Regions from separate parts of the Gasterosteus aculeatus genome. Here region 1 is linked to region 2. The links are chromatin contacts, called in public Hi-C maps. All regions are on one chromosome and are shown on one strand. Each heading gives the region's core, a stretch centred on a gene start, on an enhancer-like site or on the middle of the called end of the contact. The rest is flanking DNA. Distances are from core to core; before and after follow the strand shown. Region 1 has its middle 40 kb from the start of hnf4g. Region 2 has its middle 19 kb from the start of LOC120811611.

What was found. A called contact is a pair of places that touch in the nucleus more often than the background predicts.
Region 1: a Hi-C map of liver shows a contact between it and region 2, with 7 times the contacts expected there. The contact joins two enhancer-like sites. A contact is called at or near these places in 3 of 6 Hi-C or Micro-C datasets (liver and skeletal muscle).

Annotation. Positions count from the first base shown.
Region 1 is chr21:12,584,573-12,589,218 of fGasAcu3.hap1.1, reverse strand. No RefSeq gene overlaps it. Among protein-coding and RNA genes, the nearest start is that of hnf4g, 40 kb to the left of the region's middle. Within about 2 kb of position 1,493, at least 1 of the 9 cell types and tissues checked has open chromatin away from gene starts, as enhancers often do.
Region 2 is chr21:12,231,002-12,235,651 of fGasAcu3.hap1.1, reverse strand. No RefSeq gene overlaps it. Among protein-coding and RNA genes, the nearest start is that of LOC120811611, 19 kb to the right of the region's middle. Within about 2 kb of position 2,996, at least 1 of the 9 cell types and tissues checked has open chromatin away from gene starts, as enhancers often do.

The sequences.
Region 1 (4,646 bases), core at 244-2,743, 360 kb before region 2:
GAAAGTCATTAAAAAGCCAGCCGTCGTTTTTCTTGCTTTTTTTTTTCCCTGTTTCCCCTCGCTGAGGATATTTCTGCCTGCTAGTCTGAGCTGGAGAATCTGCACTTGAAGGAGATGTTAGCTTTCCTTCCTTCAAGCTCATGATTATTACCGGGATCACCTGCCACATAGTTAACATCCACTAGACACTTTTCAAACTTTCACCGAAGAGACTAGTCCTGCTGACAAAGTGACAAAGTTTGCAGGGTTGGACGGTAGATTGTGGCTTCTGACGTGCAGCCGTCTCTGGGTAAACACACTACTTGAATGGGTCGCCAATTGATGTATAATGTTAGAAATTATCCAGGCTATGTACTGTGCATCTATATCACTTTGAAAAAAAGACACACGCCAAAATCAATCTGAGCCTGCAGAACCTTGAAGGTGAAGGTCAAGTGTCTAATTGTGTTCCTCATCCCTACTGCACCTTTCTGCAAAAGCAGCAGCTGACAAGACACACAGAGACGCAATACAGCTCTGCATATTTGAGATGCAACAACAAAAACAATAAAGCATGCTTAGCAGCGAATTCCTGCAATGCATGGCCTAATCCTTACCCCGAACAGTCTGTCTTGGTTGGCGTTGTGATAACGTTTTCCCAGACTCTCTGCGGGAGACATACTGTTCATTTCTGAGTCAAAGACTCGTCAGCACATTGACAAGGCTCGGAGATTATGAACACAAGGCAGACAGGTACAGTACATTTCTTTGTATCCAAATACTCTAGTCACAAATACCCAACTGTTTTTCAATTTCCCATTCCTCGCCATTTTTTTTTTTTTTTGTTGTTTTTTCTTTCTTTCCACTCAAGCAGGCAGGCTACATTGATACGGCGTCACGATATCCTAAAACATTCCGCTGGCTGATATGGAATTTCTCCCAGACTGCTTTGGAACAGATCCAGACAGCTAAAACACCAACCGGGGACACATTTTCCATTTCTCTCCCACGTCTCCTCTCCTCCTCTCCACCTACTCCTCTTCCATTGACATTCAGCGGAGGTAAATATTTAACAGCATGCTATTGAGTGCCGTGTGCAGCGTGGCGCAGGCCGGGGTCTGCGGTAGAGATATGTATATAGACAAGACTGTTTTATTAAGAGTCGCTGCAGACATATTAAGGTAAAGTATGCCTGACACCTGGGGAGGAAATTGCCAGTATATGACACTATTCCTCAATACTGTGGCAGCTTGCCTCACTGCAATTTTGCACAAGGCGAGTGACAGAGAATGACATGCAGAGAGGGAGGGAGAGGGACCTGGAGCGAGATGAAATAGGGAGAAAGTGTGCAGCGCGGTTCGAGGCGAAGGGGTGTGTCTCCGAGTGTGTGCCAAAATGAATGTGTGTGTGTGTGTGTGTGTGTGTGTGGGTGGGTGGGTGGGTGGCATAGTGGTGGTGACATGCAGAGTTTGTAATTGCCTTACCCCATGTGAAGGATTGGCCTGGAGATAGCCGGCCAGGTAAACAGCCCTACGTTAGCTGTTTGTGAGTGTGATGGAGGGAGAGGGTGTTGGTGTGAGTCGCACGGGCAAGCACACCGCGGGTATAAAGACACGCCGACCAGCGCAGAAATAATAACACTTGACTTGTGAGGACCTGCAGACGACCACATTAATAACTCCTCAGCTCGTGGTGGCAGCCATCATTTTGAAAAACACCAGAGACTGTGAGTGGAAGTGTTCCCAGACACAAGTAACCGATTTCAGACTAGCAATCAAAGACTCTTTTAAAAATAACTCACATTTTATTTATTAACGTAATGTATTAATCATATTTCCATTTGCCGCAAGAATACGTGTTTTAGTTTGGCGGTGCGGCTCTGCTCATGTGATGCCGGAGCAGGCTCGACACACACTGTCCCTGAGCTCTAACCCCCCCCTCACCCCCATCCGGCCCCCCTGGCAGGGCCTGAGATACACAACCACATCAACACGCATAAAAGAAGCCTATAGAGTCCATAAGGCGAAGTTGCCAATGCTTGAGGAGAGGTTTGTGCTTTTGAGCAGCGGAGCATCAGCGAGGATACAGACCTCCGCCTTGTTGAGCGTAGGATGAATGAGTGGCAAATGTTTACATGGACCACCTGCTGGAAGAGAGACGTTGTGGATAAGCAGTCTACGGAACACGACTAGAAAATGACTTTTGTGCTCCGTCTCTTTGTCTCGTGTTGTTGTGGTCTGAATTCTGTTTCAAAGACCCTCCTGCACAGACAGATATTATGTTTATTTAGATTAAACGAAATGTCATTTGAAAAATCTTCCTTAAAACATGTGTAATATGTGAGCTATAGTAGAATCATGTTAAACACAACCGTTGTACTTACCATTACAATCATATCCCGTCACGCAGAGGTCATCTCGCCTTTTTCTATTCACACACACGCACAGATCCAACAGGGTCTTTGTAGTTTGATGAAAAAACTGACTGTAATGCTAAACATTTGTTACTGCAGCCTTCAGCACATCATATCGATATCCTAGTAGTTGCTGAAGAGTGTTCGGTGACTGTATAAACTTCTCACTCACTGTTTAATCATTACGCTGTTTTCAAAGAAGTTACCGTGTTCGTGTTGGTCTACCACATAAACACACTACTCCAATCTGAACTTGCCCGGACACAATGATAAAGACTCACATGCAAACCGTAGTAGGAATACTAGAAAAAAGGGCAGTTTCAGTTCTATTTGTTGCATCCAGAGGGCACTGTTGCCTACAGGCTCAGCCCCATTGGAACTGCACCCCTTGTGCTGTTTGATGGCCTGGACCTCCCCTTGAAAAGACACCATTTCCCGTAATTACATTCTAATTAAAAAGAACAACCTAATTAACCTAGGAAATGTATTCCGTAATTCGGTAATATTAACATGATCATCCCTGTGCTTGTAAATGATTGGCGATAAAAGCAACAGCAGAAATTAATGCCACTTACTAATTAAAATGGGGAGATAAACACTGGCTTGTGAAAACGGGGGGAAATTGGGAGCGACTTTATAGTTTTAAGTAGTTTTATTATTAGCCGTGTCAAATATGAACTTGAGACATCCTATTTTCTTTGAAGACCCAAAGCTGTGATTGGGATGAGCGGAGCATCACACGGCATGCTTTGCTCCCTGCCAACTCCCCAAAGAGACAGATACTCAAGTGCTGCACTATATCTTAAACATGCAGAACAGGAGCCGCGCAGAAAGCGATACCCCGGATCAATTTGCTGTCGTAAATTCTTCATAATTCAATAAAAAAAAAAAACACAGCACAGACTTTGTGTTAACTAATACGTTTCCAACTCACGCATTTACCATCGCCTCCTTTTAGTATGCCGAGACACGCCGTCGTGCGGCGGAACGGCAGCACTCGACTGCTCCTGACTTGTGATTCGAAAATTGAACCAAAGGACAAAGAGGTGAAGCGACGATGAGGTGTAGAGACACAGGGAGAGAATAAAAAAAAAAAAAAGGGAAAAAGAAAAGCCCCGGATAGTAGCCGCACTCCTGTGGCTCATCACCACCACCTATTCCCACTTGGCAATATATCTGTCAAAGCCCTCATCACCATCACAAGGCAGAGTCTTCCACCGATAACGACCCATTTAAAGTAAATAGCTCGGATCATCAGTATAGTAACCATTATCATAGATATATAGCCAAGCATGTGACTACTGAGGTGTTACCAGCATGCCGAATGTTTGTAATATGTGTGTTTGTGGATGTCCTAAAACATCCATTGAGACAGAATTTAGAAGCGTACAGCTACAGCCTCTGACTTGAACTGAACTTTTCTGAGAAAACAGTCAATGCTGCTCCTCAGATATAGATTCTGTGTGATGCATCAGTCCAAAAGACTGATTCAAAGTGCATGAATATTTAATTTACCTTGAGGTTCATTTACAAAGTATCTTGCCAGAGGTGATTGAGAAAATACAATAATAAGAACACTACACATGAGGTTTTGCGCATTGAAATATTTAATTGATTCTCACAACAAAAGGATTACAAACACATTCCTAATCTTTCTGTGAAGTTCATGTTTAAGTTTGAGGGGTTCCAAATAAATCCAGGTGATTCCTGAATACGTTACAATGTATAATTCCTGAATATGTTTTGGCATAATGATTATGCTTCTTTCTCGAATCACACTACTCAGATGGATATTTTAGCAAAATTGGATTGATGGAATTTTAATGTGTTCGTGTTCCTTTCACTTCAATACGTTTTTACTCATGCCAAGTAAGTGTAGTACAAAAAAAAGACTGTAGATGAATCTGCTCTTATATCTCTACACATTGTGAATATTAATCTACACTTTTCCAGATTCCAGTAATAAAATTACACATATGTCCGTGTGTAGAAATAAATGAATGCACGTGTTGTGCATTAGCATAATTTCATGCATATTGCATGTATCAAGTATTGCATCTTTTAGTGGTGGTCACATTCAATTCAGGGGCAGCATAAAATGTAGCATTTGTTTTGATAAATTATTCTGTTGCAACACCAGAGAGCTGTTTCAAATGTGTATCAACCAAACGTAATGTCCAGGAATTAGCTTGGTTAACGTGGTTGGAATGTGCACGTTGGCTTGTCCTTCATTAGAAATATAATCAATTATGCA
Region 2 (4,650 bases), core at 1,747-4,246:
TCTGCAGCTAAATACATGATTATACTTAAGCCCCTGTAGTTAGGTGTGCCCAATTTCCACACACTAACACAGAAGGACCCCAAGGTCACACACAGAGAGGCGGAGGGCAAAGTGAAAGACCAAGAAATGGAGAAACAGGGAAGGTGTTGTATGACCACATTTTTTTCGCTACGCTGTTCTGAAAGACATTCTGGAGACGAGGAAATCGAGCGAGTTACAAACCGGGCGACGGATAACCTCGGGGAACCTATGTCACCTACAAAGTGTCAGAGATGATGACGAGTGATCACAAAATAATGAATGTGTTCCCTTTGCGGAGGCGACGGGCTCGTACCTGCACGCGCCCTAAACATCCGGATCCAGGGAGCAGAAGGAGAATATGGGAAGTTGCGGTGGGCACCTTCTACATGTTTTTTTTATAAACTCACTCACTCACTAAAATGAAATAATATTTGGAAGATGATTTGATAAAAAGCGAATAAAAGGAGAGTTGCAGCTTCAGACTTAAATAGCAAATGATAAGGATTTGTACGTTTTATTTAAGGTTGTGACATTTTTTCATTAGTGCAAAGAAGAGCCGTGACTTTCTTACATTAAACTTGATTTACTAGACAAAAACAGATTCTGCAGGGATATTTAATGTGAATGTTTTGGGTTAGGGTTGATTTACATGTTAATATCATAATGACAAATATATACTGGAATATGAGATTTGCTCCATATTGCCCATCCTGGCTAAATAGTCTGAGCTTTCTACATCAACATCAACATCAAAATATATGCAAAAAAAACTTAATGAATCCTGATAGAGAGGACTGAATATTCTGTTCAGTCTATTCAGCTCCATTCATTCAAAACATACTTTTTATATCCAGTTTATCCATCCAGTATTTAAACTTTAAAAAAACAACTGTTTCCACATTAAAGATTCCTGACTGAGGCGTTGCAACGCAGATGTAAAGCAGAAGTAAAGCAGAAGTAAAGCAGAAGTTGTCGAAAAGGCCTCATGCACGGCAGTGAGGTTGCATTTGTAACCACACGGGCAAATGAAACACACGCATTTAGCCTCAGCTCTTCACGCTGAACGAAAACACCAAATGTATACATCAACACGGCCCTTATATTCAGTTTCCTCAGACGGCTTTTCAACAGTTTCTCCTGCCTATGCAAAGGAGTGCAGTCTCTCGCACTCCCAATCGCGGTGGAGGGATATGAGTCGCTGAATATAAATGATTGGGAGTGATTGATGGACCCTCCCACTTGCCGCCCTCCACAGACGGATAGAAATTCAGACAGGCATATGCATCTCTCCTGCTCCTTCCTGGCACCTCTTTCTCCGTCTCTCACTCACGCTGTATCCGTCTCACCCACTCACTCGCTAATCCACTCAGTCACGCATTTATATACACATGAAAACATGCTAATTCTCAACAAGTTATAAACCATTAATCATGTTTTAATTTGGGCCTTGGAGCCCAGATAAACAGTCAACAATAAAACTCAGACGCTCAAGATTAATCTCAGTTTAGTCTCAAAAAGTACTATGTGCAATATTCGCTATAATTAGCATATCATTAGAATATTTCCCCCTCCCCGTCACAGTTTATGAGAGAACCTGCCGGAAAGAACAACAATATTTTAATGACTAGCTTTCCGAGAAGTTGAACATCAACTCTGCAGACTACAGGACATGACCAGTATACATGAATAAATCAACTCAACGGACCATGAGAGTTTTCAATAAGTCACTGCAGCCATTTTAAATCCCTCAAGGTGTCGACTTTTGCTCCACGGTGAGACTTAACGCGTGACAAGTAACTGGTGAAAAACCCTTCCGACTGGTTCTGCACCATCCCGATTGACGGCACAACTCACCTGACTGTTCAATGCGTCAAATTTGACTGCGGCTCTGCCTGCACCTGGCCGTGCACTCGCTGGGGATCTTTCCCTGACAAAACAGCGAGCTGGGAAGAAATAGGAACCCGCACTCAAGAGGGCCAAACTCGAGCAGGGGGGCCTCTTTAAAACATACACAAGAATAAGAGAGTGTTTACAGTGAGAAAGTAACAAAAACACACGGCTGAGACTGGGAATATACAACGCGGTGGACACCCAAGAGCGAAGAAATAATAAGAGATAAGGCTTCATGGTACATACGGCATGCCGACGCAGACAAACAGCAAATATCTACAAAAAGGATGTATTTACCCGACTGTTTCCATCCGTTCCCCTTTCCCAAATGCCCGACTGGCCAGGTGTGTGTATGTCGGTGTGTGAGCTACCGTTGGAGGCTCTGTGTGTGTGATTTCTTCTCAGACAGGAGACTGGAAATGGGGTAGAAGCCATTACACTGAGAGAATCACCCAGAGCACCCCGAAATGAGGGGCAGGGGCCTGTCAGCACGCATGGATGTGTGTGTGTGTGTGTGCGTGTGTGTAGACAGGGTCCAGCCGGTGACCTTCTTCCAATGAGCCCCCCATGATTTATTTACTGTGCCCTTATCCAACCTCTCCCTGTACACACACACACACACGGACGGACAAAAACATGATTTCTAGTATTTCAGCGATAAGCCAGAATCTGCAAATGTGGCGTTTTTTTCTCCCCCCCCCCCCCCTCGCTCAGGACAGGACAGGCAGGAGAAAATGGTGTTTGGTGCGAGCAGAACAGATCTGTCACCCTATCTCCCGCTGCAGTACGTCTCATTTTCCCCTCCATTTCTCGAGCCTCTCGGTCCTCTCCTCGTTGTTAGCTCCTTCTCCAGAGCCAATGTCTGCCTCTCACCCTCGGTCTCCCATTCTCACCCTCGCTGCGCCTTCCCCTCTCACGTTTTGTACCGCCCCGCCTAGTCGAGATGCCGTCTCCCGCTTTTCACCCTCTCCTTCTTCTTTTCTCTTTTTCTCTCTCATTCATTCGTTTCCTGTCTCCCTCATTTTCCCTCTCGCTGTCTCTCTCTGCGAGGGGGGTGGGGTTTGGCTGTCGTGGAGCGAGATGAATTTCAGATTGCTGTCGGGGCAGCACAGCGCTCTCATTGGACAGAATGAGCCGGGGAGGAGAGGCAACGGCTGCAGAAAAGAAGGAAAAAAAAAAAGAAAAGAAAAATGACTTTTTTCTCTTCTTTTTTTTCCATTGGCTGCATATGACCATAATTGCACCCCCACACCCCGTTTCCCTCTCTCAGCAGAGCAGCAGCAGGCTCTAATTTGAACCACCGGAGCCAATTATGCAGATTAGCTGCCCTCAGGTTGACCAATGACCTTCTCCCAGCGTTTACATTTGTTTACAATATGCAAATCACCTCTGGGTTCAAAAACTTAGCTAGAGTGTCAAAACACCAATAGACGAACATCGTACTGCCTCGAAAACTCCTCACTCTCTGCCGGGACACAGGAGGACGGGCACGCGCCAATGAGACGATAAGATGCTGGTTGATGAAAGGGTTTTTTTGGGTGGGGGGGGGCGGGGTCGTACAGAAATTACTTAAAATTAAACACTTATTATCTTGCTTTGTCCTCATGTCTTCCCTTTCTTACTGACATCTTTCTTTTTGTCTCTCTGTTCCTTCCTTCTTTCTCCCTCCCTCCATGCCTCCACCCCCCCCGCCCCCCGTTGGTGGAGAGATGGAAGCCGGTCTGTCTAATTAGCTGTATGGTTTACCTTGGCTCAGTGGGGCCCGGCTGCCTTAGCCGGGTTTAAGGTTTAAACAGGAAGATGGACGGGCTGAACGCTGAAACCCTAGACTGTAATTAGAGAGGCTCACTGAGGGCACACCGCTGCTGACACAGAGCCTCTGTTCCGCCGAGCGTGTGCGCGCGCACGCACACACGCACGCACACACACACACGCACACACACACACACACGCACACACAGGAAAGCTTGGGAGTTGGACATACACACAAAATGCATGAAAACAAAAAGGTGTGGGCAACGAGTGCATCCACCCATCCAGGCACGGCCACTGGCATGAAAACTTCTGCTGTTTCCATGACAAACACACACACACGGTTTGAAATGTGCGATTGCTCTCATTTAGTTCAATCTCTTACTCAAACTCATATTTCTGCGGCTTATTTTTTTGCGTTGCAGCAAGATGTCCCCAGAACAGAGCACCAATTATGTCTTCCCCCTCACCTCCTCTATTCCAGCCGGCTCTCCACCACTTGTTCCTTTTTTAAACACTCGCTTGCTTTCCCCTCGCATCTCGTCCCGTGATTTATTACTTTTTTTCCTCCGGATTTTAATCCTCCCTCTCTCGGTTACGATCTTATGCTTTGTGGTAGAACCCATTTCTATTTTCCGTAGTTGGGCAGATTAAAAAGACACACAGCAAAAGACAATGTGACACACGAGCGTGCATGCCCGTCTGCAGCTGGTCTGATCGGGCTGTTTATTCCCCTCAAAGTTAACTTCATCAAAACAAGAGACAAAGAGACAGAGCCAATCAATGACATTCCTTAATGAAAACTGAAATGCATTTTATTCTTTTCTAATTACACGCATTGAAGCTCATAATTGAAAGAGGTGTGTCAAGACTTGAGATTAGCTCACATTTGTGCCTGTGTTGCCCTCGCTGCGTACGCATTACTGCAAAAAGCAGTAGGAGAAAGACGGGCAGACAAAGACAATTGGATGGAGCTGAATGTGGAAA